Linked DNA regions of Mus musculus: regions 2 and 3 are each linked to region 1. The links are chromatin contacts, called in public HiChIP or PLAC-seq and Micro-C maps. All regions are on one chromosome and are shown on one strand. The core of a region is the stretch at or near the end of the contact, and the rest is flanking DNA. Distances in the headings are between cores, read along the strand shown. Region 1 holds the start of Lipt2 (lipoyl(octanoyl) transferase 2 (putative)). Region 2 holds the start of Arrb1 (arrestin, beta 1). Region 3 holds the start of Tpbgl (trophoblast glycoprotein-like).

The links. Hi-C and Micro-C count contacts between places; a contact is called where the count stands out from the background. HiChIP or PLAC-seq counts read pairs in DNA pulled down with a chosen protein or histone mark.
Region 2: a FOXA1 HiChIP or PLAC-seq map of pancreatic cancer cells shows a contact between it and region 1. The contact joins the promoter of Arrb1 here to the promoter of Lipt2 in region 1. A contact is called at or near these places in 2 of 115 datasets of contacts at active chromatin or transcription factors (large pre-B cells and pancreatic cancer cells).
Region 3: a Micro-C map of embryonic stem cells shows a contact between it and region 1, with 4 times the contacts expected there. The contact joins the promoter of Tpbgl here to the promoter of Lipt2 in region 1. A contact is called at or near these places in 1 of 484 Hi-C or Micro-C datasets (embryonic stem cells) and 1 of 9 other capture datasets (adipose tissue).

What each region holds. Positions count from the first base shown.
Region 1 is chr7:100,157,863-100,160,644 of GRCm38.p6, forward strand. It overlaps Lipt2 (lipoyl(octanoyl) transferase 2 (putative)), which reads left to right and starts at 1,415. Exons shown (of 2, transcript NM_026010.2): 1 at 1,415-1,885; 2 at 2,312-2,782. The coding sequence starts at 1,420. The coding sequence ends at 2,541. It overlaps Gm51452 (a long non-coding RNA gene), which reads right to left and starts at 2,314. Exons shown (of 2, transcript XR_003946658.1): 1 at 2,233-2,314; 2 at 1-269.
Region 2 is chr7:99,534,105-99,536,886 of GRCm38.p6, forward strand. Arrb1 (arrestin, beta 1) reads left to right here and starts at 1,382. Exons shown (of 16, transcript NM_177231.2): 1 at 1,382-1,694. The coding sequence starts at 1,675.
Region 3 is chr7:99,625,658-99,628,439 of GRCm38.p6, forward strand. It overlaps Tpbgl (trophoblast glycoprotein-like), which reads right to left and starts at 1,446. Exons shown (of 1, transcript NM_001195529.1): 1 at 1-1,446. The coding sequence starts at 991.

The DNA of each region.
Region 1 (2,782 bases), core at 165-2,664:
TGCCAGTCTGTCCGCCTTATTAATTCTTGGCATTGAGCCTCACTCTGGTTGGTATTCTGTTCTTCCTCTTTCTGCTTCCTGGCCCACCCACACTCAGTGTTACTGGAGCTATTAACAGTCAAAGTCCATCCCAGCACGTAGGAGGCAGAGGCAGGAGGATCTTCTGTGATGGAGGAGGGAGGGGAGAACCTGCATGGCAGAGGTGGAGGGGTTCAGAGAGTGAGAAAGTCCACAGTGCAACGATGTAGGCTCAGGCTTTAGGCCGATATCTGAAAAGGAAATAAAGAAAAGGGGAAAAAATTAGTGGTCAGTGCAGATCTGAGATTATGTCCCAGGTTAGAATACCACACCAGAGACACACAGTGTGGTTAGAAACAGGGGCTGGTTATTAAAAAAAGAAAAACACTCCCAAGAATGGGCGTGAGCTAGTGGGCTAAGTAAAAGCCTTGGGGACTGAGGGCTCAGGACCCTTTATAAGACTTTGATAAGACATCTACCTCTCCAAATTGTAGTTCTGGGGACTTTTCTGGCACATTCTCTGTTGTATAAAGCTCAGGTCAGGAAGGGTTTCTGGGCCAATTAATCACAATTAATCTTGATATTCTGGCTTCCCGTCCCCTGTCCTTCCCTCGGCTTCTGGGACTGGGTTGTATGATGACTCAAGCTGGAGCTCCCTTCAGAGATCAGGGCTTCATAATGGAAGCAACTCCTACAAAGGTAACGGTGCCTTCCCAGGAGTAGCTTGTTTTTGTGACCCATCTATGTAGGATGTCCCATTTGCTTTAATCTAGAATAATTCTAATGGGTCAGGCCAGACTCGGAGCATTCCTGGGGGATAGCTAAGGAAAGAATCTAATGCAACTATTTCTCTGCTCAACTACAGCTTCTGCCTAATCCTGTTTCTTTCAAGTCTTATATATCTTGAAGTACCTGCTACGTCCCACACCGATCCACAATAAACCTCTTTGCACACTAGTCTCCCTTTCAGTTTTCGAGGAACTCAACATATTACTGAATTCTGTTTTTCTTTCCATCATTGAGGAAAATACGTAATAAATAAATTAATTAAATTAAAAAAAAGAATTTACATGGTGAAACAGAAAGACAATTTCTGAATATTGTCAAAAAAAAAAACTTTAATATTAGCTTGTCAGCTGTGAACACCTAAGCTTCCAGGGTTGGATCTTCGTTTCTCAAATACTCTACACTGCACGGTCCAAGTTCCTGCAGAACACAGAACATACTAAAAAATGATTATTGGAATGAATGGGTGGTTAAGACCAATCCTGCCTGGACTTCGGGTCACACAGGTAGGCGGGAACTGAAGCTCCACTCGGGCTGAAGCTCAGGGGCGTGGCCCAGAGTCCCCGCCCCGAGACCCGCCAGAAGGCGTGGCCCACGCACGCCGCCTCCCGCGCGATGTCGCTGCCTGTGGTCCGGCTCGTTTGGCTTGGTCGGGTGCACTACTCGGAGCTGCTGGCGTTGCAGGAGCATTGGCTACGGCGGCTACAGGCAGACCCTCGCCCTGGGACCCTGTCGGGGACCAAAGCGGGTGTGCTCTTGGTCTGCGAGCCAGCGGGGCCCGTATACACGGGCGGGCTACGCGGTGGCCTGACACCCGAGGAGACTACGCGGCTGAGGGCCTTGGGCGCCGAGGTGCGCGCCACCGGCCGCGGCGGCCTGGCCACTTTCCACGGCCCGGGCCAGTTGCTCTGCCACCCGGTGCTTGACTTGCGGCTCCTAGGCCTGCGCCTGCGCACCCACGTGGCGGCGCTGGAGGCGTGCGCCGTGCGACTGTGCGAACTTCGGGGCCTGCAGGGCGCCCGCGCGCGGCCGCCGCCCTACACTGGCGTCTGGCTGGGGGAGCGCAAGATCTGCGCGATCGGTGAGCGCGCCGGGGCGGGACCGGGGCGGAGCCTGGGCAGGGCTAACATCGGGGAGCGCTGGGCTGGACATGAACTCTGGGCATGAGCCACTGACCTCCCTCATGGAGCTGAGACAAAAGAGTCCTCTAGTTCAGTATGAATTGCCAGGTTTCTTCCTGTGACTCATAACGGGAGACAGGATGCCAAAATTTAAAACTTCCAATGCAAACGCAATTCTTGTGTTAAACGAATCTCGAAAATAAGGGCAGCTGATGTGTAACCACAGCCCCCACCGCCATTGACTTAGCCCCCAGATCCAGTCAGTGTTCCATCCAAGTTTCAAGGGATTGTGCCCAGGCCTCCTTACCTTTCAGCCCCAGAGGGATCCTGAGGCTCCCAAAGAAGGGAAGTATAACTATGCTAAGATATTTTGGCTTGTCTTGCAGGAGTCCGCTGTGGAAGACACATCACGTCCCACGGCTTGGCTCTGAACTGTTCAACCGACCTCACATGGTTTGAGCACATTGTGCCTTGTGGACTGGTTGGAACTGGAGTCACTTCCCTGAGTGAGGCGCTTCAAAGACTTGTCACTGTGGATGAAGTAATGCCATCATTCCTTGTGGCATTCAAGGAGACTTTCAAGTGCACGTTAATCTCTGAGGACAGCCCCAGCTGAAGGACATTCATTCACCTTATCCTTGGGATGATGGTTCTACAATAGAAAGCTTCTAGTCTGACTGAGTCCCCAGAACTACTCTGATTCACTGACCATGACAGGCCCTGAGCAATTGCTAGTCTGACTGAGTCCCCAGAACTACTCTGATTCACTGACCATGACAGGCCCTGAGCAATTGCTCCCTGTATCTCCTCACCTACCTCAGACGACATTATGAAAATACTATGAAAAGTCACAGGCT
Region 2 (2,782 bases), core at 132-2,631, 620 kb before region 1:
GCTATCAATAGAGAACCCTACTCTGCTCCTTTCAAGAGCCCCCCACAACGGCCTGCAGAAGGGTCAGGTGGCTTCCTGCTCTGCCCTGGTTGGAGGAAGGGAAGATCCCAGAGGCTAAGAAAGGGCAGGTGAAGTTACAGACCTTAATCCACTTCCTCTTAGCTCTTACCATTGCCCAGATGTGGACCACCCTGCCTGTCCATTAGCCTCTACCCACCCCTCCCCAATCTGGACATAATTATAGTCATTATCCTGGGATATTATTACCAATTCTATAAACAGCACACTCTATGTAAACAGCATAGGTAACTGCTTCTGAACATAATTACAGGAGATGTTTCCAGACCCCGCAATTGCATCAGAGTAAATGATAGCTTCCTTTCCTATCGTTAATACTCCGATATTAGGGACCTATCAGTGCCAATTAGTCAAACTCCAGCAGTGAGGGGCTGAGGACCTTACATTCCTCCCACTGCCTCAAGATCCCTTCTAGGAGAAAATGGATTCAAACCCTTTCCTACCCCTTCTTAGCCTCTGAACTCTACCCTCCCACTGCACACCGGCTACTTCTCCAGGGGTAGGAAACGTAAGGAAAGTCAAGGTTTCCAAGGATACCAAGAAAGCTGCAGACAGTAGACTCTGCTGGACACCGCTGTGTGCAGGTGTCTGCCCGCAAGAACAAGCAGATTCCTTCAACAATTGAACAGGACATCTGCTGGTCTTAGGACCCAGCCAATAGACCTGAAATGGGCTGAGTGGTGTCCAGAGTCATTACAGGCACCTAAGCTAGGCCTGGGTGCTATATCAATGATGCTAGATGCTACAGGCCACCAGCTAGTTGGCTCTCGGTCCCTTCTTTATCTCCTGTTCTCACTGCTTCCTCTTTCTGCCTGCCCCTCCCCTTTCCACTCTCATCTGCTCTCCAGCATTGCAGTCCGCTGCCCGCCCCCACCCCTTCTTCCTGTCCCTGTTGTGTCGTTGGGTGGTATCTCTCCAGAAGGGCGGGGGTGGGGAGGGTGGAGCAAAGGGCGAAGGCCTGGCTAGGCTTTTGGAATCTTTCGCTGTCCTCACACAGGGGCGCCTCTGAGGCTGGGCCTTGAAGTCTGCGGATTTTCCGCTTGCTTCTATCCGCAGACACAAAGGCCAGTCCTGGCGTGCGCGGGAGAGAGCGCTCGCACCCACGACTGTGAGCACACATACACAACTGCACAAAGACGTGCTACCTCTACACACACACACACACACACACACACACACACACACTCTCTCTCTCTCTCTCTCTCTCTCTCTCTCTCTCTCCACACCCCACCTCCCGACAGGCTCGCGCGCACAGCCGTGCACACGCACCAGCACTGGCACGCGCTTGCGTGCACGCGCTCCCGTGGACCAGCCGCGGCCGGCCACGCAGCCCTCACTCTCTGGGCGCGCACACGCAGAGCCGCGCACGGAGGCATACACGCGCGCTCACACCCGCACGCTCCACGCCCCTGGCGGCGGCCTGGGCGCTGTGCTGCTCGAGCGACGGGCGGGGACCCGGGCGGGGGCGGCGGCGGCGACAGCGGAGGAGGCGGAGCGGGGTAGCCGGGAGCGGGCTGGCCCGCGCTTCTCCTGGCGGCCGGGGATTTTCCAGCCTGGACGCTGACGCCGCGGACCTCCCTGCGGCCGCCGCGGACCATGGGCGACAAAGGGACACGGTGAGTGCGGGTGGCCGCCCTGTCCCACGCGCGCGTGGGGACGACCTGGGCGAGGGCACGGGCGGAGGTTCCAGTCAGCGTCACCCGGGATCTGGCACTCTGTTGTCCTCCCAAGTCTCTTGTGTGGTTCTCTGGCCAGAACCATGTGTACCGAGGCACCCAGGGTGGGCCACCCCATTGGGTTCACGGCTCCTGGCCGAGACGAGCTCACACACCCAGCCCTGGTCGATAGACTTCAGGACGCTCTGGGGCAGGCTGACACACAACACACAAGCTCATAAACACATGAGCACCCTTCTGCAGGCACACACTGACAGTCGTTGCCACACTTCGCATTTGTGACACGACGACGTCACATACGGTCTCTCACGCACACACCAGTCTGTCAACACATTCTTGCTGTCAGTCCTGTTAGCATACACAGGTCCCACTCGAACACGCACCAGCTCTAACAACACCCTCGTGTTGCTACACACATGCGGGCATACACCGACATACGTAGCCTGGCACTTGGGTGCTGCAAAGCACGGTCTAAGCTAGTACGTGCAGTCTGTCAACCCTCTCTGACGTGACACGATGTGGCCACAGGTCTTAGTGACACATCAAGGCTAACCACACACATGCAAGGCATAAAATGCCTGCAGGGACTGACATCCTCAGAGCAGTGGATACACTCACTTCTGACTCCTCATAGCAGGGCCGGGAACACAGGTCACAGAGTGGAAGGCTCTGAGACCTGGAAGGCAGGTCCCCATTCACATGGCTTTCTTCCCCTCTGTCCTCCAAAGCACATAGCTAGGGGCTCCATGTAGCTGAGGGAGGGTGACGGGAACTGTTTTGTAGAGCTTGCCTTGAGAGGAAAGGTTAGGCCCTCGAAATGGAAACTAGGTCAAAGTAGGAGGGCTAGGGAGGGGCAGGGAAGCTCGTGGGGTCAACCCTTATGACCAGACTGGTTCACCTTCCTGGCCCTTGAGAGTCTCCTTGCCATCTTCTCTGGCCCCTCCTCTAGCCTCCCTGCACCTGCCGTTTACCATTGCTTTCCTTATTACTCTTCTGTTTGTGTCCTTCCCTCTGCCTTTACCTCCTTT
Region 3 (2,782 bases), core at 196-2,695, 530 kb before region 1:
TTAGGTAGAGCACCATGAGGAAGATGAGGCCGATGAGTGCCAGCACCAGCCCGAAGAAGACGTAAGAGGCTTCCAACTCCGGGCCGGCGACGTCTATCCCTTCCCCGCTCTCGTGTGCATCGCCGTCGGAGCAACCTAGTCGCGCCTCGTCCAGGTCTATCAGAGGCCGGTCCAACAGTACGCGCGGGGAAGCGCAGCGCAGGCGGCGCGCGTCGGGTACGCGCTCGGTGGCGTTGTGCAGCCAGGCCAGCAGGGGGCGCGAGGTGCACCCACAGCTCAGTGGGTTGTCCGCCAGCAGCAGGCGCGGCTGGGGCAGGTCGCCATCGCGCTCAAGCGCGCTCAGCTCGTCCGGGCCCAGGCCGGCCAGCGCGTTGACACGCGCATCCAGCTGCTCCAGGCGGGGCAGGCGCAGCGCGGCGAGTGGCAGGCGGCTCAGCGCGTTGCCTACCAAGCCCAGCAGGCGAAGCTCGGCCAGGGGGGCCAGAGCGGCGTCCAGTGCATCCAGCATCCCGGGGCTGCCTCGAGCCAGCGCGTGATTGAGCTGTAGTGAGCGCAGCGCAGGCAGCCCGCGAAAGGCGCGGTAGCCCAGGGCGCGTAGCGGGTTGTGGCTTAGGTCGAGTGCCGCCAGGCTGGGCAACCCGTCGAAGGCACCGTCCTCTACTACCTCGATGTTGTTGTGTGTGAGGCGCAGCGCGGTAAGGAGCGGTAGGCGCACGCCGTCCGTCGCCCCCTCGCCCCCTCCCGCGAAGGCTGCGGCGCGCAGCACGGTCAGGTTGGCGCCCACGATGGTGAGGTTGCGCGCGTCGGGTGGCACGTCCCGGGGCGGCTGCCGGAGCTCCGCGCCCGACGCGCAGCGCAACATTAACCGGGGGCTGCCGAAGCAGTAACACTGGAAGGGACAGGGCGCGGCGGGCCGGCTCAGCGCCGCCGCCAAGAGCAGCAGCCCTGGCAGCGGGCTCCAGAGCCCCCGCTGTCCCGCGCGCGGGGCCATCGCGGCCGTCCCCGCATCCAGCCCCCGGCCCGCAGCGCTCACCAGTGAATTGGGAGCGTTTGGAGATGATGGGATGGGGGTGGCACGGGAAGGTGGCTGTGGGCTAGACCTTGACCCGGAGCAGCTGACAGTTCCGACCGGTCCGTCCTCCAGCTTGTAAAGTCCGAGGAGCCTTCACTTTGATGGCTGGGGGCTACAGGGGTCAGGCGGGGAGCGGAGCCCCCCGCCCTCGCTGCCCTCGTCGCCCTGCGCTCCGGCCTCCGACTTCCGCGGCTGTTCCGGGCTCCGAGCCGAGTGGGCAGGGTTTGCCTCCCCCTCCCCGCCTCCTGGCCGCCTCCTCCGCCCCCAGCGGAGTCTCCGCACCTCCTCGCAAGGGAGGCGGGGTGGGAGGCTCCGGAGATGCAGGCTTAGGGCCGCTGCGCTCTCTTGCTCCCCTGCTCTCTAGTTCACGAGCTGCTGAGAAGTTTGGCTCCCCAAGCTCTGACTTGCTTCTTTCCCCACCCCCTTCGTTTAGGCAGCTTCTTTCCTCCTCCCTCCGAAGCACACGTGGGGCGGGGCCCTCAGGGCTGACCTGGCAGGTGGATCTGTGCACCCAGAGAAGGTGGGAGAGTTTAGAGCTGTCCCTAGAAAAGGAGGCAGGGCTGAGGGGTGGGCTGACAAAGTTACTCTTCTTGTAGTCAAGGAAAGGAGCTGTGCTAAGGGAGCGAGCCTGGAAAATCCCTAGCCTTGGATGTCTCCTTTGCGAACCCAGTTCCCTTAGGCTGTGTCTAAAACTCTGCAGGTCCTGTGTGTCCAGTCTTTTATCGACCCTCTTCTATGTTCTAAAACACCCTCTGTCCCCACATCTCCCGCGCCCTAATTCAGGCTGCTCTGCCTCTGCCAAGACCACTCCCATTGGTTCCACCTTTCAGGCTGGGCCCCTCCTAGGCTCAGGGAGCGGTGGGTGGAGTGATTCAGCTCTTTGCTTGCCCACCCCGCCCCAGCACTGAGTACTGCCAGGATACTGTGCCCCTTCCCCTCCAAATTGCCCTACCAGTCAATATTGAGTGGTGTGCCGGTTGGGGAGAGGGCTCTAGGAGCAGGAAAATCAGGAACTGATTTTGTAGTGGAGGGTGGGGGTGTGGTAAAATCCAGGGCTGAGGTGGGGGCTGAGCTGTTAATAGGCTTGTTTTGTTTTGTTTTGTTTTTCTTTCTTTCTGGGTTTTACTTATTTACTTTTTTTTTCCTCCAGAATTGAGAAGCTCAAGACCTGATTTAAAGAGACAGACTCCAGAGGAGGGAGCATTCCTGGTCTTGGCATGAATTATTCAGGTTGGAGAAGCTGACATTTGATCTGCAGGCCATTCGAGTATCTTACTTGGCAGAGCTGGTTGGGATAGAGGCTCCCCTCCTCCCCATAAGCATCAGTCAGTCTCTTTCTCCTGAACTGAAGACTACTGGTTGGTTTCTTCCCTGAAGTTGCATTTAGAAGATCGACCAGCAAATTGAAACCACTTTCTGAGGCATATCCTGCATTCCCTGGGTCTCAGGCAAATACCAACACTAAGGACCAGGCTGGTGATCTTGCTGGACTCCCTCAGCTCATATTGACCTAGTCCTGTCTCCATGATAACCTCCAGATGCTAGCAGATGACAGTAGTAGCTTTTAGAGCTGGACATGTCTGTATACATGGCCACCTGAGTTTACACACGTGTGCCTCTACACAAAAAGGCAAACTTTACACAAACAGACTTACACATGCCCATGTGTGGTCTATCAAATTTATTCTTACTTGGATGTGCATGCATGTG